5 separate regions of the Mus musculus genome follow, and all the other regions are linked to region 5. Evidence: chromatin contacts called from public promoter capture Hi-C data. All regions are on one chromosome and are shown on one strand. Each heading gives the region's core, a stretch centred on a gene start, on an enhancer-like site or on the middle of the called end of the contact. The rest is flanking DNA. Distances are from core to core; before and after follow the strand shown. Region 1 holds the start of Ncbp1 (nuclear cap binding protein subunit 1). Region 2 holds the start of Dctn3 (dynactin 3). Region 3 holds the start of Enho (energy homeostasis associated). Region 4 holds the start of Xpa (xeroderma pigmentosum, complementation group A). Region 5 holds the start of Reck (reversion-inducing-cysteine-rich protein with kazal motifs).

Region 1 (2,700 bases), core at 38-2,537, 2.3 Mb before region 5:
ACAATATCTCATTTAGCCCCCCGTAGAAACCAAATGGCTTAGTATTATCCACAGTCCACGCTTAGGTTTAAGAAGTCATATGACCCTGACAAGATCACATAGTAAATAATCGAGATGTCGAGCTTCGAACCTAAACCCTTCGGTTCTAAAGTTTTTTCTTGCCTTAACCCTTTGGACCTAACACTAACAGCTCCAAGTGTGTTCTTGAAAGGCAATAATGGTGCAACAAAACAAAATTTATGGCAACACAACGACGTCCTTGCCGGCGACCATCAAAACTGACATGAGAATTAATAATCTGCTCGGGTTTTCCTGCACTTTCTTATAAGGGAAATATGCTTAAAGCCAATCCAACAAAACACCCCGTGCCTGTTTATTAGTGACCTCTGGGGTGTTGGTATTCTTTTTTTGAAGCCTAAAAGAGGGGAATCAGCGGGTGGCAGGTGGAGGAGAAGGGCTCAGATTGCAATACATCCGACCTCTGTCATAGCTTTGTTCTTTTCCTGTCTTCCCAGGGTCCTTTCCAAGTACACCCTGGAGGGCTAAAAGGAAAACACTGGTCCACTAGATATATCTCCTCCACTAAGTGATCCTAAGAGGCAGCAGCAGACAGACACACGTGCGGTTTCCATGATCAGTAGTGAGGGATTAAGTCCTCAGTGTCGCGGGACCCCAGGTCGGATTTGCTCACGGGATTCACCAGGCCTTCCTTTCCCATGACTGAAGGAGATGGGGTAGCAGGGAGGCCGTCGCTTTCCCGAAGCCACTATCCACAACCGAGCCAGCAGCCTCCCTTTGGGGCTCCCCGAGCCCTCCCGGGGAGAAAGGATTCCTATCCGTTCCCGGGAGACTGAAGGCGAGCCCGGCCTCGGTTCTCACCCGGACGCAGTGGCCAGGCCGAGAGCACTTACCATCGTTCTCGTAGCTGTGCCGCCTCCGCGACATGCTGCTTGCTGGTGCGCAGCCGATCTGAGTTGCTAGCCGCCTGCAACCCCAGAACCGTCGGGCTGCCGGCCGGCCGGTGCGCGGTCAGCGGCGAGGCGCGCGGACTGAGCGGCGCGCAGGCGCACTCGCTTACGACGCCTGCCGGAAGCGCGTGCAGAGGGGCACCGGATGGGCTCCGCAGTGGAAGGCCGGCGTCTGCAAGTCCAATTGCGGCCGCCTCCTCCGGCTTTCCACCCCGGGCCCTTCTGGACAGCGAGCTAAATTATCCGGGCCGCAGCGATCCCGCCTCGGCTTTATACAGGCCCGGCGGGATTTTCCCGGCGGCCCCTGCGCCGACGACTTAGGAGACTTCCGGAGAAAGGTGACGGCTCAGGGACTCTCTGCGCACGCGCGCGCCGGGGGGCGTGGGCTCGAGGGCGGGGAGCAGCGCCAAGTTGGTGAAGGGAGACCCAGGAAAGGCCTAGGGTTTGCGGGTAGGTGTTCTCTCTTTCTCTCTCGCCATCCCGCTGTAGACGCCTCGGGAGACCTGAGCGGGGAGGAGGGCAAGCCACTTTCAGCGGTAGGGAATCCAGGCCCGTCCGGCTGAATCTGCTCACTGTAGTCCTACTGCCTACTTCTCCCAGCTGACGGACGCCCCAGCTACTGATCGGTGTGGTTCCAATTGTTCTATTCCTCTGCACGTGTACAGTATGTGGACGTCCTCTGCCCTGTGATGGACACCAAACTGTCTTGTCCATGGTCTAGCCCAAACTTTTCCTTCAGTCTTACCTGTTACAGTAAATGGCCGTTTCGGTAGTTTGCTTAAATCCAAGAATTTAGGGAGGAGTCATTAGCTCCTTCACTTCCTGTGTTACAGTTTATCCACTAACACTGCCTGCTATACTCTGAGAGCAAGTCTAGTCAAACTTATTTACTATGCTTAAAACTCTTCACAGACTTAAAGCAATATTTTATGTATTTGTAAGTCTGTACATCATCCTGGAACTGGAGTTTCAGACTCTCTGTGAGCAAGGAGGAGAGTGCGCGGGAGCGGGGTGGGGGTGCTGAATCCCGGGTCTTCTGCTAGAGCAGTAAGCACTCTTAACCAGTGAGCCATCTTGCCATCTTTCCGGCTCTACTTCTCTTTGTTTATTTTAAAGATTATCGTTTTTCTATTCTTTTCATTTATTTATTCGTACATGCAAGCAATCCATCTTTCCAGGAATTTCCACTGCGAATTCCAAACTATGGCTTCTTGGGTTCTGTTCCCGTCATTGTGTGTAAACCACCATGTTCTTCTGCTAAAGTCCAGCTTGTTCACATTTTAGGAATCAAGACTTATTTTCTTTATCTGTTGGTCTCTGCTCTGAAATTTACATGACTAACTGTCAGGGACCTACAGAGTTATTTCTCTGACTCCTCAACTCTTGCTTTATTTCATTCAGCAAGTACTATATTGTATTAATTAACATTTGTCACCGTCTGTACATGGGACAACGAGACGGTGTTCAGGATACTGAAGCCCTAAGTGACCCTCTCAGGAATGATCACAGGTACTGTAGTCTGACGGACTTAATAGCAAAGGGCGAGTGGTACAAATTATCACTCATCCTTTGCTATTGAGGACAGATTATCCAGAGTAAGACTTTGGAAGAGTCCTCCAAGAAAGGATTTTAATATATTCTCATCTGGCTCCAGTTGCCTGAAATGAGCCAATTCGAGCCAGATGAGAATATATTAAAAATGGGTTTATTGGGAATCTGCTCTCAGGTGAGT
Region 2 (2,700 bases), core at 32-2,531, 2.2 Mb after region 5:
ACAACGGCATAGGAGCTTCTCACTGGTCAGAGGGACTTGTCCGTGCTTTGTGGGAGTCCCACATTCTCTCGTTTATTTTTTAATTTTACATCTCTTATACCCTTTATCAGGTATCCTCTTTGCTCGACGCCAACCTGTGCCAGCTTCCTTGGGTCCAACCAATCCTCCACCTCTACCCTCTACAGGGCCCCCTTCCAGTACCTTGCCCTGAAAGCAGCTACTGAGAACCAAGAGTCCCAATATCATTGCTTAGGGGGGGAGAAGGCACCCTCCTACCTTGATTCTTTCAGGATGTGACGCCCACTCTGGGATCCAGTCCTGGTTGATGTCAGCATGCCACCTCCACACCAAAGGGATTTATATTACGTTCCATCTACCTCACCGTAAAAGGCAGACACTGTCTCCCTAGCTAATTTCAGCAGCATCTACCAAAGAGCTTTCCCCCGAGAACCCCTATCACTCCGTCATGTAACCCCTATGTCAGTGTCACCTTTGGTACCCCACCTCTTTGAGTCAATTCTGCTCCTTTTCAGGAAGCAGGTGAAGGATTGGATTTGAATGTGAAGATGTCCCTTGGGTTGCATCTGGAAAATAAAATTGTACTTCCCGTGTCTCCTGTGCCTCCTCTTCTTGCTTGGGTCTGGGAGGTGGGGGATCCACAGACTACATTGAGCTGTCCAAGTGGAAGCAGAAGAACAAAGCTCTGAGAGAATAGAAGAGCACTTTTTTTTGAAGGGAAGCAAGCTTTCTCTACATTGTTCCCTGACTGGTCTTGAACTCACTGTGTAGAGCAGGCTGGCCTCAAACTTACAGTCATCCTTCTGTCTCTCCTTTCTCTCCTAGCACCACCACACAGAGCGCGGTCACAAATCAGACTGTTTGGGTGTACGTCCTGACAACAAGAGGCTTACGTACAAATCACTTGATCTTTAAAAGATTCCAAAAATGTATGGTGTCTCTCCCAAGAAGCTGCCTACTGATCTATGGGTATAAACCTATCTTGGAATAATAGGTATATTTATACGCTAACTCTCAGGGAATGGGGGAGGGGAGGAAATCTCTTCGAATCTTGGATTTAGAGCACTAAAAGTCTTGACAACCAAGTCCTGGAAACCAGGGTAGAACTAGGACCCAGAACGTTACCTAGGTAACCAGATTGCTTTGACATCGGTTATTTCCGACATCCAAAGCCTAAACAGTGACGTCACTTCCTACAAGGCGTGACGGTGCTCTCGGATTGGCCAGTCTTCTTATTTAGGCGGACGTCCCACCCTCAGGCTGTTCCGGGTTGCTGCGGCCAGGCTGCAGAAACGATGGCGGCTCTGACCGATGTGCAGCGGCTACAGTCTCGAGTGGAGGAGCTGGAGCGCTGGGTGTACGGGCCGGGCGGGACCCGAGGCTCCAGGAAGGTGAGGGGTCCGGTCTATTGATCCGTTTGTGGGGCAGAGCGGGACAGGAGCGGTCCACTGGCCCTGCCCTAGGGTCGGATGCTACCACTTCTGTCAGGTCGTCCTCAGCCCAGGCTCTGAAATAAATAACAAAGATCTAGAACCTCCTGGTACCAATCGGACCCTTGAGGTCCGTTCCCGAGGGGATTGGGATGGGGGAGATGCTTAAGCCTTTTTAAGATGGGTTCGGTGACAACTTTCACAAAAACTCCGCGCGCTCACAGGCGTTCTAAGGAGACCAGACGCATTTAAAAATTGATTAATGGGAGTTTCAGTAAGAGCTGAAGCCCGCAGTGGAGTGTCATCCTAGAGCCATGCAAAATTAATTGCTAAATGAATTACGCGTAGACAGGAGTCCTAGAGGAGGCAGAGCACAGGTGCTACAGGCTCCAAAGGGTGAGCGGTGAGGTCTGAGCAGGCCCAGAAAAGGAAGATTAGTAATTGAGCCCTAAGTGTCCAGATGTGGGCGAACATCGTGTCTGAATTTTGACAAAAATTTAGAGGTGCCCTAAAATCCCTTTTTACGATGTTGAAACCATTTACTGGAGCGCTTCTGGTAGAATTAAGAATGTTCTGGAACAAAGGTAATGATGTGTCTCTGTATTTTTTTGTAAAATTGTCACCAGCACATTCTGTTCCAGTTTGAGAACCAACTTTTCGAAACACTCTCCCCCTTTGGCATCTATTTGTGTGCCTTCCCTTGTGTGTTAGTCCCTTAAATATTAGTATTCACCTTTTACACAAGCCTTGAGTGAAGTCGTTCATTTCCTCAGCCTCCGGCTCCAGCTGACTCTTGACTGTTAGAATCCTAAGTCCTAGGCAGGCTCGTTCACTGCCGTGATTTCAGTTACTCATTTCACGTCTTTATGTTTCCAGTGTGTAGCTCTGTTTCAGACTTTCCGAGAACCCGATTGATCTTTGTCTACTGGTCTCCTCCACTGGGCTATCCCGCAGACATCTTAAGCTCAAACCCTTAACTACTAACTGTATTCTGCCTCTAAACTGATTCTCTTCTGTATTCTCTACGATGGGGATTGCACTGTCTTTGGGATCCCAGAGTGTTCCGTCTCCTGTACTAGACTTGATGTGGAGGGTATGAGGCTAGAGCTAGGCCAGCCAGTTCGTTCCCCAGCCTTGAGCTAAGAAAGACCTGGGTGAGGGTATTTGCATATATCATGCCCAAATATAGGGGTTAGGAACCAGGAAATATATAGTATGTAAGGATGCCCCATTAAAGCCTAAATTAGTTTAT
Region 3 (2,700 bases), core at 88-2,587, 2.2 Mb after region 5:
TATACTCAGATGTGCGACCATATGTCTCTCTCTTTCCTATAACTGATCTGATCCCTCTCACAATACCCCCACCCTGCTGGGTAACAGGGGGGAACTAAAATTAATCCATCCTGACAAACTCCACGGGGTCCGTAGTTTATTTTAGACAGCCTCTAACACAGCAGCTTCAGATGATTCAGCCCTTGAGATGGCTTTACACTCCCCTTTCTCCTTTTCTTGGAAGGAGGAGCCCTGCCCCTTAGCCACCTGGTCTTGGCTTGTCAGCTGACATTTGCTGAGATGTGGTTGGTATGGTATAAATGAATTAGTGAGAACCTAAGAAGTAGCTATTACTATGACAGTTTTATTGAGAAGAAAGCTTCGTTTAAGAGAGTTAGAAAGTGGAACCAGGAACCAACACCACTGTGACTCCAGTATGCATTTTGCTGTGAGTATAGTATTCTGAGGGAAGTTAAGGCTGGATGTGGGGCCATGGGTCTCTGACTGTCCATGGACAATATGTGATAGAAGCCACACACAAGTACACTTAAGAATCACTAAAGGGCCAGAAATGTAGCTCCTTGCATGTGTGAGCCCTGCTACTTAAGGGTCTGAGAGGGGAAGGCCTACTTGACTGCTCCTGTCCAAGCTACCTTGGTCTCAGAACTGTTAGGATGGAGAGTCAGGCCATCCATGCCGTCTGGATCTAGTTCAGCCAGAGCTGGGCCATTCTTCAGGTGTCTCAAGTTCCCTCCAGCAAGCCATGCACAACCCTGTGACCAACACTGGGTGAGAAATCAGTAAAACGCAACAAAGGTCATGAATTCCCAGAGATCACACTGTTATTAGGACTAGGGGCAATCTACAGGCGCTGTAAAGTGGACATGAGGTACTCTACACTCTACTGGGAGAGGGATATGTAGAAAGATGATAGGTGAGGAGGGTCAGGTGTGGAGGCACATGGACTTTCTCAGATAATAGAAACAGACTTCTCTCAGATATGGAGGGGTGGACGCTTCACATGTGGGGGTGCATTCCAGGTGTGGAAGATGCAAGAAATCCCTGCAAAAAGGTGGGCTGACCCTTCACCTTTTCAAGGGATGGATCAAAACAAAGTGGCCCCTATATACCCCTCCTCTCACCCTTCCCAAGCCCCTCCCTCCTTCTCTCCTGCACCAGGATGGTCGTGTCCCACCCCAGAGCACAACCAATGGCGCGGGAACTTGGCCCGGACAGCCAATTGAACGGCGGCAGCGGCACAGAGATGGCTCCTCCCCCAAAGGGCCGCAGGCCGCTGGCCACTCACGAGGCGGGGCTCTCCGCTGTTTTTTGCTGCCCGCCGAGCTCAGCCGAGCTCAGCCGACTCCCTCCCGCCGTAGCCGAGCCCAGCCGAACGCAGCCGAGCCCAGCCGAACTCCTCGACGCTCCTGCCGCCGCCGCCCGAGTGCTGCCGAGCGAGAGAGCGAGCGAGCGAGCGAGCTAGCGGCCCCGGCCGCGGAGGAGGCGCCGCCCCAGGGGGAGGAGGTGCCCGCTCTCCGCAGACCGCCCGCGGCAGAGGCCGGCCCGGTCGCGCCCCGGCGGGAGCGGCCGGCGGAGGCTGCGCGGCCCAGGGGGAGGGCCCGGGGAGTGGACGTCGCCCCTGCCCGCCTCTCGCCGCCCCCCGCCCGCAGGCTCTGGAGCCTCAGTCGGCGCTGAGCATCCCGTTGTCCCGGACCCTCTCGCGGGCGCGCACCGGGCTCAACTCAGGTAAGGGGGGCTCCCCTACGGGCAGAGGGTCGAAAAACAGAGATCTTGGACGAGTATAAAGAGGCAGTGACCCACACAGAGACAGAGAGACACACAGCTTGGAGGAGAGATAGACACAAAGGCAGAGACACATGCAAGACGCACAGAACCACCGATACCGACCCCATGGAGACCTGTCCCCGAGGGCAAAGGGACATGCAGTCGTGAAAAGAGACAGTGATACACAGAGAGACTGGTAGAGAAATGAGACTCAAGACACTCAGAGATAGGGACACAGAGAGACAGGCAGCCACACACCTTCAAAGAGGTGTGTTTGCAGAGGCAAGGATGCAGATCCAGCGAGAGACAGAGGGACAGGAAGATGTACGTTCAGACACACACCTGATCCAGAGAGGCAAAGTCCCAGGGAAAGGTACACCTAGGCACACAGCCTTGGGTATACAGAACCCACACGTTCCTGCCAGAGCCTCCACAAAGTTCCCTCTGTGTGAGCTGGCACCTCTGCAGGTCTCCTGGACTGGCTGACTGCAGCCCTCAGAAAGGAGAGGATGCCCTAGCCACTACAATCATGGTCATAATCTTCCTCCTGGGCCTTAAGCCACCTCAGTCCCGCCCACCAACAGCACATCTGAAGGGCTAGAAGCATGGTGGGCAGGGCTAGGCTGTACCCACCAGTTCCGAGGAGAATGAGAAAGAGGCTGCCTGCCTACTATAGCTTCCCCACTCTGGCTGCACCACAGCACCCAGGGGCTCAGAGCCAGGCCTGAGGGCGGAGGTGCTGGCTTTGTGGGGTACCTGAGACTGCTGGGACTCACTGCTCTCTGCCTGAGGCCAAAGATGGAAGCTGTCCCCCTAGGCTTCAGCCCACTTCTTCCTCCTCACCTCCGTCTACTTTCCTCTGTACTTCCTCAGGCCCAGGACTGCAGGTGGGCATCTTCCCTGCCAAGAAGTCGCTGTGTGTGGACAGGACAGCCA
Region 4 (2,700 bases), core at 29-2,528, 2.3 Mb before region 5:
GCCAAAGGAGAGGGAGTTAACCTGGAAAGGAAGAACAAGTTGCCAAGAGTTTCAAAACACTGGGGCTCAGGACGCACCTGAGCCACACCCTGCAACCTGTCAGATTCGGTGCTTTGTGGGGGAGAGGATTCTGAGCACTGGCCACTCTCAGAGGTTATTTTGGGGGAGATCCTGTTACCTCATTCCCTCAGCCACCAAGCCAGAAATGTGCAGAGACTGTGGTGGTCATCACAGGTGCTGCCACTTAAGGTTTGGTGCTACCCAGGGGTGGGGTGGAGGTGGGGTTCTTTATAATTCTGGTGCTCAGATTCCCTGCTCTGGCCAGAAAATACATCCACAGAGTTGCACAATCATCAAGAGTGTCTAGTTCTAGAATTCTCATCACCTCAGGAGGCAGCCTCATACCTACAGAGGAGCATCTCCTCCTGGTTACTCCTTAGCTGCAAACTCTAGGAACCTCTGGACTGCTTTCTGTTATGGCGGGCTTGCTTATTCTGTGAGTTTCACATAAACATATGCATTTGTGAATGGCTTTTTCCTCTTAGAGTAACATTTTCAAAGTTCAGTCATGTCGTAGCATGGACCAGCGCTTCATTTTTCTCATGTTTGAAGAAAAATAGTTCATTGTATGGTAATACTATGCATTGTTTAGCCATTCAAAAGTTGATGGACATTTGGGTAGATTCCAGCTTTTGGTTTTCGGGAGCAGCTATGCTATGAACAAGCCCCCTGGCACATCGGTCCAAAACACGGGGAGTAACAATGTGCATTTCTTTTCCAAAGCCATCTTTGGAAAGATGGCTCACACAGGAGGAGTCACTGCCACATCACGTTTCCCCCACTGGATGAAAACAAGGGTTTCATTTGTGTATAGAATGGCCAGTCTGTTGTCATGGGGCTGTCTGGCTCTCCATGTGGCTATGGCTTTGGCTCTCTACCCATGGCCCGCAGCTGGGTTTGGAGCTCATACCACGTCCCACTTTTCTCTGTTGCCTTCCTGTTTTCTCATGCTTTTTAGCTGTCACACAGCCATTCTTTCCCAATGCTCTTTTCCATGTTCTCTTTACTTTTGGAGACAGGGTCTCATGTAGCTCAGGCTGGTCTGGAACACAGGGATGACTTTAAAGTCCTGATTCTCCCCCATCGCTTAGTCCGGATTGTTTGTCAACAAGTGCACTATCATCTCTTCCGCCACCACTCCTCGGCTGCGCAGGCGTACTGCCTCGCCCTTCATAGGCTTTTCCACCAGGACTCCTCGACTGCGCATGCGTAGCTCTTCTCCTTGCCTGGTGATGGAGTAGGGCCGGGTACTTGTGGCTCCGCTGTTCACCAACAATACGCGTTCCCTTCCTACGGAGTGTGTAGGCGATGGCGACGGCCGAGGAAAAGCAGACGTCACCTGAGCCCGTGGCCGCGGACGAGCCCGCGCAGCTGCCGGCCGCCGTACGCGCGAGCGTGGAGCGGAAGCGACAGCGGGCACTGATGCTGCGCCAGGCTCGGCTGGCTGCGCGGCCCTACCCCGCGGCGGCGGCCACCGGAGGTGGGGTCCCCTCCACGGGCGCGCGTAGGGCCTCCCTCCCGCGGGTTTGTGACCGCATCCCGGGCCTTCCCGCTGCGCCTTGGCCGCCCGCTCTGGCTCGGTGTGCGGGAACAGCCGAGCACGCCCGCGTCTCTGTGGTCCCTGGCCTTCCCTGTCGTGCCCTTTGCCCGGCACGTCTATGGTGCAGAGCTTTCAGCCTGCGCCGTCTCCCAGGCCAGCACCCAGCAGAACTGACCCTGACCCAGTCTTTTACATGGGCCGCGCCTTCCAGGGCTCAAAGTAGAATAACACTCGCAGAGCCTAGCACTTGGGAGTTACTCTATTGTATTCTTATGGACACCTTGGAAAATGGAAAGGGCAGGGCTTGGTAACCCTGTTTTACTGAGTGGCATGTTGCCCTGGGTTCATTTTGGCTATACTTGGCATTTTAGGGTAGCCCCTGTCTTGCTGTTTTCCGGTTTTAATGTCCGTTGTGCTTTAGGCTGCTGGTATTGCTCTTTGGAGTAATTCACCCGAGTTATTTCTACAAAAGTAATTTACTTCTTTTCAATCCCTCTTTCACAACTCCACTATATATATATATATGTGTGTGTGTGTGTGTGTGTGTGTGTGTGTGTGTGTATGTATATACATATATACATATACACACATATGTATGTATATATTTATATATATATACACACACATATGTGTGTGTGTGTTAAGTACTTGTTTTGGCAGCAGGTATAAATAATAATGCGTATATTTTATGGCTGTTTGTACCTTTAGACTTGCCATTGAATTTGATTTGTTGCTCTTGACCAGCAGAGCTGGCTTGTAACTAACTAGCTTAGATTTGAATCTTTCAAAATAAATCGAAAGCCCTTACTTACCATTTTGTAAAGTAAAAAGTACTTTTCATTATCTTTGTTGGTTATAGTGCAGATCTTGTAAGTCCGAAATTGCACCCTCAGTTTCTCATTATTTGTAGGCGGATGGACACTGTTGGATAAATGGCTTACCAATGTCCATCTACCTGCTGGCAACGTCTAGAGTCATGAGAGTTTCTACAACGTCAGACAGCCTGGCAAGTGCAGAGACAGTATAGTTCAGTTCCACACGAGAAGTCCAGAGCACTAGGAAAGCTAGAAGTAGCCGAAGTAGTAGCCTGATTGCTGGGC
Region 5 (2,700 bases), core at 162-2,661:
CCCTACTCCACAACAGTGGGATAAGAAGGGGGTAACTAGTATTCTTTAGACATCTTTGGACTAACTAGAACACAGAGAGATAAGCTGGATTAGTCAAGAATTCACAGTATTCTTTCGTCCCTTTTCTATTGGTTTCCTTACTAGTTTATAGTTAAATTTAGAATTCAAATAATTAACTAATCCCAGGTTCCTGTCACAATCTTCTTCAAATGCCTTCCTTTAAAATAAATAAATAAATAAATAAATAAAGCATCAACCAAAACTCCTTAATTTTAACTTCTCAGGCTTTCTTGAAAACTTCCTTGAGACTGGGTATGTTTTTCCCCTGAGTGCCTCTCCCTGTAAGCAACACACTCCTCCGTTACTTTTGTTATAAAAATTCCATTCATCTTTCGATGGCTAGTATAGGTAGACACTCGGTTTTTCTCATCTTCTAGGTGAATGTCAACGTTCCTCTGTGCACATGCAGCCCCACCCGCATCTCTCCTCTGAACCTGTCTGCCTGAATTCAAACTGCTTAGCGCTCCTGTCTTCCACCACCTATCAGCCTGAGGTGTCCCGGGAAGCACGAGTTCGTGTCACATCCGAACGCTGAGCAAGCGCAGGAAGGACAATCCTAAGCGGTCAAGCTTTCCATCCATCTCTGGTGCAACTGCTTTAACAGAGCCCTAGAACACACCTCTCTCCCGAAGCCAAGCCGCCACGGGGTGATTTATCGATGTGTAGTCAACCCCCACCCCACCTTACCCCATCCCCCAGCCGGGTCTCAGACCCACGGTGCACCCGCCAGGCAACCTTGTGGACCCTATCAAAGTTCACCGCCACTCAGGCCAAGTCAGTCAAATTAACAAGTGACAACAACTGACTGGGCAGCAGCAGGGGAGCTGCACCTACGTATCCCTTCCGCCCAGCGGTGCTATCCGGAGCCCAGGCACCTCCCTGTTTTCTGACAGGGACCCTGGCCAGGGACCAGGGTCCGGCAGGGCAAGGGGCCCCTGTCTGGGAGGTGACAGAACAAGGCCTCGAACCCCAGTCACCACCCCAGGGTTCGCAAGATCTTCAGGGAGAAGAAGACGAGGGCGGAGAGCGGCCTCCGGGTCGGGCTCCAGCCCGGCGTTCCTGACCGCCGCCCGCGGGTCTGGGGGCACGCGCACCCCGCCCCCGGCTCCGCGCCATCTTGGAGCGCTGAGGCACTCCTCAGGACCGCCCCGATCGTGGCTCCCGCGGCTACTCACCCGCGCTGCCCGGGGCCAGGCCCCCCGTCACCTCCGCGACCCCCGCCGCGGCCAGCAGAAGTAGCAGCGCGCTGCGCGGGGAGGCCCGGACGCTCGCCATGTCCGGGCCGGGTGGGTCCGAAGCCGCGGGATGCTCGGACCCAGCCTGGCCGTAGCAACCCCTGGCACCAGGCCCCGCCCCCGGCGCCTTGGCTCTCTGGTGATTGGCTGCGGCTCGCTGAAGCCCCGCCCCGGCCGCTCAGAGTTTTCAAAACCTCCCGGGGGGCGGCAGCGCGCCCTGGACCCTGGCTCTTTGTTATGGGCCAGCTGTGTGTCGCCTTCGGACTCGGGCTCCCGGGCTGCGGTCTTCAAACGGGAAGTCAGAGGCTGGAGACCCCTGTGGAATGCCTCTGTCCCGTGTCGGGGCACATAGGGGGTGGGGAGCCCGCAGCTCAGGGGCGACTGGCCTGCCGAGATCACTCTGCAGGTCCGTCTGATTTGCAAGGGCTAAGTCAAAGCTGAACTGTAGGGCGTGCACCCCTAGTTGAATCCTCCAGAACACTCTTACTATCCTGTCCAAAGGCTGCCTCGACCTAAAGAAGGCGTGTTACCTGGCCTCCCCTCAAAGCCAAAGGGCTCTGCTGAGGGCACGGATTCACAGGCTGGCTTCGCTGTTAATACCTATTGCACTCAGAGAAAGGGTCAGGGCAGCCTGTATGACTAGACTTAGAGAGCCTTGAAATTCAGAATTGGTTCGAGAGGATTTGGAGATGAATCTTTGAGCAGCTACTCCGGAGAATGTTCCAGAGGACCTAGGAATCAAAGCGAATTCATTGTGGAGAAACGCCCCCCACCCCCCACCCCCCCCTTTTTCCTGGCTACCTGGCCCTTGAACAGATAGCTCGTCCAGTTTAGAGACTTGCTGTTCAGAAGTGAAGCCAATTGCTTATTTCCAGATTCCTCTATTCAGGTCACTAACAGCAGCTTTCTCCTGCGACAGATGGTAACTATGACTGTAATGAAAAGAACAAAGTCTTGACACCCTCCTCGAGTCCAGATTGTACACTACTCCCGACTAGCCCCGTGTCTGTGGGTGAGGACATTTTTACTTCTGAGCCTCCCCCCCACCCCAACCCTCATGCTGGCCTTCTTGATAAGATTAATGAACGTATTGTGTTTATTTACTTATTTTGAAGACAGGATCTCATACAGCTCAGGCTGACCTTGAGTTTACAATGAAGCCAAGGCTGGCCCTGATTTCCTGATCAAGCGCACAGGAACCCAGTCTCATATTGTATTTAGAATGTCTCAGACAGTGCTTGACCCAGTGAATAATTGAGATATCTGAACTCAGGCCATGGGGCTAACTGGCTGAACGTATTTCCCACTCTGCCCCTACTACTTTGTGCTTCTTCAAAACAACAGACTTTCTTTATTAAAAACACTGAGGACAAGCCGGGCGTGGTGGTGCATGCCTTTAATCCCA

Evidence for each region. Promoter capture Hi-C pulls out the DNA fragments that hold promoters and counts their contacts.
Region 1: a promoter capture Hi-C map of pre-B cells shows a contact between it and region 5, with 7 times the contacts expected there. The contact joins the promoter of Ncbp1 here to the promoter of Reck in region 5. A contact is called at or near these places in 1 of 39 promoter capture datasets (pre-B cells) and 2 of 115 datasets of contacts at active chromatin or transcription factors (astrocytes and large pre-B cells).
Region 2: a promoter capture Hi-C map of liver shows a contact between it and region 5, with 4 times the contacts expected there. The contact joins the promoter of Dctn3 here to the promoter of Reck in region 5. A contact is called at or near these places in 3 of 39 promoter capture datasets (cranial neural crest, hippocampal neurons and liver).
Region 3: a contact with region 5 is called in a promoter capture Hi-C map of liver, with 4 times the contacts expected there. The contact joins the promoter of Enho here to the promoter of Reck in region 5.
Region 4: a contact with region 5 is called in a promoter capture Hi-C map of pre-B cells, with 6 times the contacts expected there. The contact joins the promoter of Xpa here to the promoter of Reck in region 5. A contact is called at or near these places in 2 of 39 promoter capture datasets (liver and pre-B cells).

The regions. Positions count from the first base shown.
Region 1 is chr4:46,137,098-46,139,797 of GRCm38.p6, reverse strand. It overlaps Ncbp1 (nuclear cap binding protein subunit 1), which reads right to left and starts at 1,287. Exons shown (of 23, transcript NM_001033201.3): 1 at 912-1,287. The coding sequence starts at 945. It overlaps Tstd2 (thiosulfate sulfurtransferase (rhodanese)-like domain containing 2), which reads left to right and starts at 1,323. Exons shown (of 10, transcript NM_173033.3): 1 at 1,323-1,418.
Region 2 is chr4:41,721,744-41,724,443 of GRCm38.p6, reverse strand. It overlaps Dctn3 (dynactin 3), which reads left to right and starts at 1,281. Exons shown (of 7, transcript NM_016890.4): 1 at 1,281-1,409. The coding sequence starts at 1,314. Arid3c (AT rich interactive domain 3C (BRIGHT-like)) reads left to right here. Exons shown (of 8, transcript NM_001017362.2): 8 at 111-608. The coding sequence ends at 211.
Region 3 is chr4:41,638,939-41,641,638 of GRCm38.p6, reverse strand. It overlaps Enho (energy homeostasis associated), which reads left to right and starts at 1,337. Exons shown (of 2, transcript NM_027147.1): 1 at 1,337-1,725; 2 at 2,638-2,700.
Region 4 is chr4:46,194,889-46,197,588 of GRCm38.p6, reverse strand. Xpa (xeroderma pigmentosum, complementation group A) reads left to right here and starts at 1,278. Exons shown (of 6, transcript NM_011728.2): 1 at 1,278-1,540. The coding sequence starts at 1,369.
Region 5 is chr4:43,874,241-43,876,940 of GRCm38.p6, reverse strand. Reck (reversion-inducing-cysteine-rich protein with kazal motifs) reads right to left here and starts at 1,411. Exons shown (of 21, transcript NM_016678.2): 1 at 1,236-1,411. The coding sequence starts at 1,335.